Regions from separate parts of the Oryzias latipes genome. Here region 2 is linked to region 1. A link is a contact called in public Hi-C data. All regions are on one chromosome and are shown on one strand. The core of a region is the stretch at or near the end of the contact, and the rest is flanking DNA. Distances in the headings are between cores, read along the strand shown. Region 1 has its middle 18 kb from the start of LOC111946664. Region 2 has its middle 18 kb from the start of LOC101170797.

The links. A called contact is a pair of places that touch in the nucleus more often than the background predicts.
Region 2: a contact with region 1 is called in a Hi-C map of embryo, with 2.5 times the contacts expected there. The contact joins two enhancer-like sites. A contact is called at or near these places in 3 of 5 Hi-C or Micro-C datasets (embryo and gastrula embryo).

What each region holds. Positions count from the first base shown.
Region 1 is chr20:18,492,424-18,496,639 of ASM223467v1, forward strand. No RefSeq gene overlaps it. Among protein-coding and RNA genes, the nearest start is that of LOC111946664, 18 kb to the left of the region's middle. Within about 2 kb of position 2,303, at least 1 of the 8 cell types and tissues checked has an H3K27ac peak or open chromatin away from gene starts, as enhancers often do. A contact at or near this core is called in embryo, where this site is marked.
Region 2 is chr20:18,636,504-18,641,018 of ASM223467v1, forward strand. No RefSeq gene overlaps it. Among protein-coding and RNA genes, the nearest start is that of LOC101170797, 18 kb to the right of the region's middle. Within about 2 kb of position 2,383, at least 1 of the 8 cell types and tissues checked has an H3K27ac peak or open chromatin away from gene starts, as enhancers often do. A contact at or near this core is called in embryo, where this site is marked.

The DNA.
Region 1 (4,216 bases), core at 1,053-3,552:
GTGTAGAGAATCAAAGGTTTTCACATCCAGGACTTTCTCTTTGTTGTATCCAGGCTGTCTTTTGTCTGTCCTCTGACTATTGTGACAGGACACAGAGACTTCTAAAGGCCAAAGTTTCTTATTAAATTATTTCTGGGTGAGATGAAACACAGACTGAATAGAATCATTAAAGTTCACCAGTTTTAAGAATGCATGCGGCGCGCTGCCGTCTGCTGCGAGATGAAAAGCTGTGCGTTGTCATGCTCCTTCAAAACCTTTAACTCGCCGTGAAAAGATATGACATCAATCCTGGCAAAAACACAAGGGAGAAATGAACGATACCATTGTGGTTTTTCAACATCAATCATGCTCAATGCTTCGGAAAAACAATGCATTTTTGTTTGCATTTCAGAGGTGACAAACAACACTTGTGACTGGCTCAACATTGTCAATTCCCATTATTCAAAAACTTTGAAGCAAATCAGAAATAAACTGCAGCACTGTTGCTAGGCAGCTGAGTTCTCCTGACATGGTGGTTAGTTTTTCTTTCATTGCTTGACAAGAGCGAAGTGAAAGGAGTTTAGAAAAACTTGCTTAAGGCGCTCAGAGGAAAGGGATAATTGGAGTCTGTGGATTGTGTAGCAGTTCTTGTGTGAAAACTTCACCAACTGCAGACAGAGGGAGTTGGACGCAACAAAATTTTGCCTCTTGTATACAAACTTGACCCCGGGACCACTGCAGGGCTTTCCACACTTCATTTGCAGAGTGTTTGCCCCAGCGTGGCCCAGGGCCCAGTGTCAACACTGCAGTGTGCTACTACCCACAGGTGAGAGTGCACTTGAGAGCTGTGGCAACTGTGACAGTGCTGCTGTTTTATTTAAACTGGTTCAAAGTAACAGCATTATTAAGAAGGATGGGATAATATTTGTGTGTTTTAAAGTCCCCACTCTAATCATCTTTTGGTTGGTTTTAAAAGTGTTCCCAGTGATCTTTTGAAAATGGTTATGCAGTTTTTAGGCAAAAATATATATATATATATATATATATATATATATATATATATATATATTTTGTTGTTTTCGAGGACCTATAGTTTTTGCAGAGTGGCAGGGGTTCATTAGAAATTCACTCCTGAGTTGTAGGGGGAGCTGTTGGCATGAAGTAAGCCTTCCCTGACTTCCCATCATTCATCTATTTACATTCTAACAGTTCCGCTGCAACAAAAATGGTAAGCAATTTTGGAGCTATCCAGCCGATAAGTTTTGAGCCAGATGCCAGCTCAGACAAGGAAAACATTGATGTGCACGGATATATGTGTCTACAAGTGGATGCATCGGAATGGAGTGGAGCTTGTGGCCTGCTGTTGGAGCACCTACGTCACTCCTACAAGCTATTTCAAGCTGCATTTTTTTCCTCTTATTCTGAATAAAGCAATTTTAAGATTAATTTTCTTTATATGTGTCTTCCATCATGAGGAAGATTCAACAAAAACATGTTAAAAATATGATTTCCATTGGAGTGGGTCTTTAAGACTAAACATGATCAATGGAGGTGATTGTAACACAACAGCCCTGGTCAATTTCCCGTTAGCGTCTCTTTAAAAAAAGAGAACCTCGTTAAGTAAACAATATGAAGGGTTTATGCCTTAATGACCCACTGAGGAGCTCAGCCTGCAAAAGTGCACACCCAGTTTAAGAGGGAACCAATTAATGCTGGATTAACATTCATGGTTATTTACAGTTGCCTTTGTGCTTGTTTCTGTCCTCCGACTTCCACACTGAGCGGTGCATGAGAGGAGCAGGGTGGTGGGGGGGAGATGGAGGTGGTGCAGGGAGGGTGGGTGTTCAGAGAATGGGGGGTTGTTTGGACGCAAGAGGTGCAGCGAGGTGGCTGGGTCCATTGTGAGGACACCACCTCACTCATTATGCCCTCTCAATCAGCACTCCTGCTCACAGGAAGCCCCTGTAAAGCCCATCTGCCATGGCTAATCTACAGGCAGCCCTGCGCTTGCGCCTGGGCCCGCTACCCTCCGTTGCATTATTCTCAGATCCAAAGCGTCGCCAGGGATCAGCCAAAGCCCATTAAAGTAAATAATAGCCAGAAATGACAGGCTTAGCACGGATTGGGGAGGAAGTTGAAGACCAGTTTGAGCTGTAAGCTCTGATTATTAGAGAAAAGCATTTTGAGGGAAAGTGAGGGAGAAAGCAGGAGACAGAATGGAGGAAAAAAATGACCTTAGCCTGCTGCAAAGAGAATTCCTCAACCTCAGGGTTGTTAGGGCTAGCGCTGCCATCTGAGGCATTAGCAATCCTTGAGCTCCTTTTGCTTTGATGAAGCTTAGACGGGATGGGGTGAAAGGAGGGTGGGAGGTGATGGGGAGTACGGGTGATGAGGCATGCCGCAGCGTTCTGGGGCCTCAGGACTGAGAAATGTCAAAAGTAAATCTCAGCAGTGAAAAAAACAAGTTTTTGGGGTCAGAGTGTGTTCTTCATACCCTTAAAGGTTACCCTTTGTTTTCCTTTAAACATATTATTTTTCCCGGCATTATAATCTCGATTTATTTATCTATTTAGTTTTGGTTCAGATTGGTGCACTTTTATCTGTTTATTCAATCATTTTTAATAAAATATCGTAACTTTGACTTTAAAATGAAACGTATGTCATATCTGATCTTTTAAATTTGATTAATTCAATACAAGCTTTTTATTTGCGTTGTTTTTGTGTCATCGCCAAAGCGATTTTCTCCACAAAATTGTCATTTGCAGTGGAAGTGAGCCTGTTGGTTACTTTGAAAAGGCTGCTTCGTCATGGTCAGCTTGGGGTTAAATAATTAAAGCTGCTTCATGGAGTCGAGTTAGTGTCAAGTTAGGCATAGAAGCTAATGGTTAGGTTAAATAAAAGGGGTAAATAAACAGATTTGGTTAACGCTCTGGCATCACAGCACGCTTCGAATTTCTTGTTTTGAGATTAGAGTCTTGCATGAAAGGGATGCTTTTAGAGCAAGAAATTAAAGGTCAGTAGAAAATAAAATGAACAGAAATTGGAAAAAAAGACCAATTTCTTTGATCTCTGAGGTGTTTGAGAGTGCTTTCTCAAGTGTTTATCCAAAAAACCCAACTCCACATTGTACTTGAGCTCATGCCTGGGATTTAACGTGATTTGTCACCGGGCTAACAGTGGAGATGGTCTATGAGAGATTATGTGAAGCAGGTCCACCTCTGCTTAACTACTGTAAAAATTGCTTATATGCCTGTGAAGGAATTGGAATGCATTCAGGAAGTGACTGTTCGGAATTCTCCGAACAGAGTGGAAGAAACAACTTACTGCTGCATGAAAGGCACAGTCTTCCAGTTTAGTTTATCTGGATCTTTAAGATGTTTGAGATGGGAAAGAAGAAAAAAAAAAAACGTCTGCTTCAGAGATGTAATGAAGAATTTAAGATCCCTCCAAATGTTTTATTGACAAAACTACAAAAAGAAATGATAGAAACTGACAAGGACTCTGGGGAAACACTTAGGTTTTCTTAAAGAAGTGTTTAATGGTATTGATTTTTATTGTTCGGTGAACAGTGTGAAGCCTTTGACTGTTTTATTGAACGGATTTAGAGTCATGCTTTTAAACACAGAAAGGAAGAAGACTTTTTAGTTCGCAGATTAAATCCATCAAACAATGTGTGCGTTGAATTTTAATAACCCCGCTGACAATCAGATGCGTTGCACGCAGCTGCGCCTGGATCCCAAACGCTGCTGTTCTGCTTTTTACAGTAGCTGCTCCCTTTAAACGCCTCTTATGTCATATTCCCGCTTGCAGGGCGGTTTGTTTTGCTGCTGATGTGACAGATGTGTGAGGACCTCAGCAGCCAGCAGAGGCCTCTCATGTCTTGTTGATGACCTGAAACAAGTTACTGAACACTGGACGCTGGTCAAAAATATTCTAGAATCCTATTAGATTCTATTGTTTTTTAAATTCCCTGCATGAGGTTATTGCAGAGTTTTTGTCTGTCTGGGCATTCTGATTTTTTTCATCCTTGCCTGACTCGCCTAAATAAACCCTCATGTGCCACCAATGTGCCACTGTGTGGTGTCACCCCGGCTTTCTTCCCAGCAGACAGTGTGATTTCTATATCCGTTGTCATGGTGATGCAGCAAGAAGGGAAGAAAATGGAGCTCTAACCCCTGGCTTTAGCTGGCTCCCAGGCCAGACAGTTCATTTTGGCAGAGCAGGAAACGTTCTGCCG
Region 2 (4,515 bases), core at 1,133-3,632, 140 kb after region 1:
TGTGTCATCTCTGCCATGGCGGCTTACAAACAAGAAGTTTTAAAGTCCACCACCTGCTGAAGTTGGAGCTGGGATCAGTATGGGATGAGATGTTTTGCAAGCCAACGAGAGAGCCACAAAACAGCAGACACTGAAAGGAGGACATGGAGCAGAGGGGGCCCTTCTTTTTAAACCCACATCTATAAAACCATCAAAGAAACGATTTTGCATTAAATGAAAAAACAATCTTGTTATGTTTTCTCACCTTATCAGTGCAGGTACTGTTGAGAAACAAACAGCGACAGGCACCGCCTGGGTGTCAGGAACAGCTTGAGATGGCATGGAGGGGGGAGCGGAGGGGTATGATAAAAAAGGGACTGCAGACAGACAACGTCAGATGTCACTGTTTGGTATTTCTACAATGCTCCAGAGAGAAAGGCTAGCCTGGAGCTATCCACAGTGTTTGAGACAAATGAAGTGAACGCCGGCTCCTGTGCCAACCTGGGCCTTCCCTATTCCTCTACAGCACACGGAGCTCTCAGGCGACAACAGGAAATCAAACAATTAGCAGGAGGGAACTAAAAGGTTATTTCTTGCCCTCTGGCACTGATAAACGCGGTTATCAGGTTTGGAAATTTGCTGTTGTCATCAACCAAAGTTCTGGATCCTGCTGGATATCACATCAGTTCTGAACAACAATTGTTGGAAAAGAGAAAAAAGTTCAACTGAACTTTAAAAGACTTGAGAGATTTGTCATAAAAGCTGCAACTCAAAAACTAATTTAAAAAAAAATAATATCTTTGATAATATATTTAATTTGTAGTGCACATTGTATCTACGGTAAATTCAAGTAAGCATGCTTCATTTATTAAATAAATAGTGTACATAAATTAATAAACAATGGTTACTCTAAAACTAGAAAGATGATCATTTATCACTTCTTTCAGCCATCGTGTACAAAAATCAAATAAAATAATAGGGATTTTAACTTTAGAAAATAATAAAATACTTTGAATTTATTTATTTATTTATTTGCAATGACCATATGGGGTTTCATAATATCAAGATAAAATATAAGTGTGAATTATTTATAAATAAATAAGGTCAAAAAGTTTGTGACTCAACCAGAAATTTTTGACGTTCTTGTGCTCAGTCAGCTGGGTATTGAACATTTAGAGCTACATGAAGTAGCTTTAAAAGAACTGAGCGAGAACATGAGTCTTGCTGTATCGCAGCAGAGTTCAGAGCGCTCTCTAAGTGGAATTCTTAACTATGGGACCCCTTCACAGCGAGGAGTTTGTGTTTACATAAAAGAGCAGAGCGAGGTCTGGGATATTGCACTCGGGACTGGGCCATCCCAATCCTCTGTCTGGGCGGAATGAGAGAACATGGAAGCTAATGCAACAAATAAAAAAATGTGTGTTTTTGTTTTTTTTTTTCCCACAGATGAAAGTTCCCAGTTTATATTTAAAATGAAAAAGGTTTGCTTGTGTGTGTTTGTGTGGGTGGATATACACACTGTATTTCTCTAACAAATAGAATAAAATGATGAAGTTTTACTAAAAGTGTGTTCCTTGCTCTTGATTGTACATATTTGAACAAATATGAAACACAATAACGAGTTTTTTAAAATCATAGGAAATAGGAAATACTAAAGTTTGAGAATCAAATTTATCATTTCATGTTCATGTACATTTTCTTGTAAATTCATTTTGAACAGTTTAAGATTATTTTATTCTTTACCTAGTAAATTATGAATGTGCAAATGAATGTGTTAAACTAGTTGAATGTGGTTTGAATGAAAAATAAAAACTAGACTTCCCTGGCACCATACACTTCTGATACTTTTTGGTAAAAAAAAAAAAGACATTGAAAAAGAAAATAGCTTCCATAATAGAAGTACATAATAAAATTGAAGCTGCCAGCATATCAAGTCAATTCTTTAACAGCTGATGTACAGTCTGCCCACAGAAATGCAAGACCAATTTTGCTCAAAATTATTTTAAAATAAAGTTATGAAATTTTTTGGGTCAAATGCTTACTTTAAATCAAGTTTTACTGTGTGACTGAATGTGCTAAAAAAGCACCAACAAAGACATTTACAAAAAAAGATTGCTTGTTAGATAGGTTGAATCTGACTCATACTTGGTCATTTTTGCCATCTTTTTGCAGCATTGATTGTTTCCTTTCTTCTTGTGATTATCCCCCCCCCCCGGCCCCTTCACTCCCGTCTCTTCGCATGACACTGAGCACACATACCGCTCAGAGTCCATGGAGTTTTAGTCTGACCTGTCCACATTTTCCCAAGCCTGTCACTGCACTCCCAACATCCCTCTAAGTAGTGCTTCACACTTGGGCACCTTCCGAGGCTGCAGGGTCCATTTTACCGGAGAAGGATGTGCTGGTGCTCTACTGCCCTCCTATGGCTGCTGCCGTGCTCACACTTGACACGTACAGCACTGAGGAGAAGGAGTGAGGAGCAGAGGACTGGCCGCGTCGAGGCCAACAGGCTGAAACCTCCAGACTGGAAAACAAGCCGAATCAGATGTCTCCAAGCATAGGTGTGGAAGGTGTGGCTGAACTCAGTTAGCTTCCATGATGGATGCTAAGGTCATCCCCTGCTCCTTCTTGATTCACTCACAGCTGGTTATGGTTACATGCCAAAGAGACCTGTTCTCGTTTTATTTTTACGCAAGCATGCAAAAATGCACAAATATGGTGAGAAACCAAGCACAAAAGCTGCATATAGTTCATAAAGATAAATGTAGACAGTGTGCTGAGGCCCAGATGGCTTAGTCACAATGGCGGTGCAGGGCAGCCTTTGATGGGTGTGAGTGATTGATTTCAGGCTTGACTGGCTCTGATAGAGTCACCTCAGGAGGCGCTTGGCAACCACAGGCCCACGCCAGAGCCTTCCTGCAAGAAACAAGATGGAGCTGAAATTTGCTGGATGCCCAGCAGCTCCATTCCCATCCCCATAGAAGTCCAATACATTCTGGGTACTTTCAACCACTGGAATTGGATAGATTTTGTCACTAGCTTCAGCTCTCGATGGCAAAGCGGTTTACAGTGGCGTAATTGGTCATTCAATATATCCCAGCATGTAAGCCTCAACACAAAACACATCTATTTCAAAGTGTTTCTTCTAAATGTTTGAACTTTTTCCCCTTTTCTCAGAAAAGCGTAAATGCAATTTTGCAGCCGTGATTTAGTATCAAATCCAGTGATAAAGCCCAATTTGCGTGGGATAGAATCCTCGAAAAATAATTCTGCTTGATTGTATATCCATATGGCTTTTCTTTTGTTGCTTTATGCTCGACTGAAACGCTGTAATTTGCCCTGCGTGAAGATATTGAGCGATGGCTGTAATGGAATACGGCTGTCATCTTGGGGTGACATTTTCAGCACTGCCACTGTGCAGCGACTGACTCCGCTGAGCTCACTGGGCAGGAGGGCACCCTGTGCGAGAGGAACATATTTGCCCCGGAGTCATCTCTGTTACCCGCTACAGTATGACATGATTTGACAATCAATTAACTGTCCCTGCGCTAAACAAGACCCGGCGATTAAAGCTGGTCCGTGACGTCAGGGAAGGCTTTCCTGCGTTGGCAGCCATGTCAGGTTGAAAAGGGAGTTCAGACTGAGAATAAAAAAAGTAAAATAATAAATAAATAAAGAGTTTAATCCGGTGGAGCTATACAGGTATACACAAGGTGGGTTTTTATTTAGTCTTAAACATTAGTCAGCATTTGTTTTTCTTTTGGTCCAACAGGATCTATTTTTCCCCACATATAAACCATTTAAATAAAAATAAATTTATGGACAAATTTCAGTATTTTTTATTAAAGTAAAACAGTGCTGCAGAATCTATCAAAACAAAAAATCTCATCCGGAAAACTCCATGTAACTTATTTATTTTTTCTTTTTAACTCTTCATCACATCACCTAATTACTTTAACTAAAAAAACACACTAAATCACAGTGTCAGTAGCTTTTCACCATAATAATTACCATTGTGATGACATTAACATCCGGCAGGTACATTTGGCCTCATTTGAATAATTAACATTTTAACACATGCTGCTCTTTTTCATTTTTTGTCTTTTTATTTTTTTTAATCATCTTCATTTCCTTCATTTAATTGCGAGTTTATCAAGGGTGAGAATGATGAGACCAACGTATAATTTACCAATCACTTCTCTGTGTTTTTGAAATTGTATCTTACAAAAATATGGTTCAATGTTAAAGCGGATTCTGTTTAAAATAAATCAAAGCCATTACTCCTAATATTTAAAAGCTAGAATAGATTTAAAAGCAGAAATTAATGCGGTGTGATTTAAATCGTTAAATGATATGCATGACACTGCTGATGCCAAACTTACTATTGAGGGATCATTTTCAAAAGGAATCAACGTCTAAAACCTCCCTTTTTCACCTGCAGACTTACAGTTTTAGTCAAGATATATGAGAAAAGAGAAGAGAGTAATGCTGCCACTCACGCAGGCCCGGATTCAAAAAGACATATATCTCGCTGGA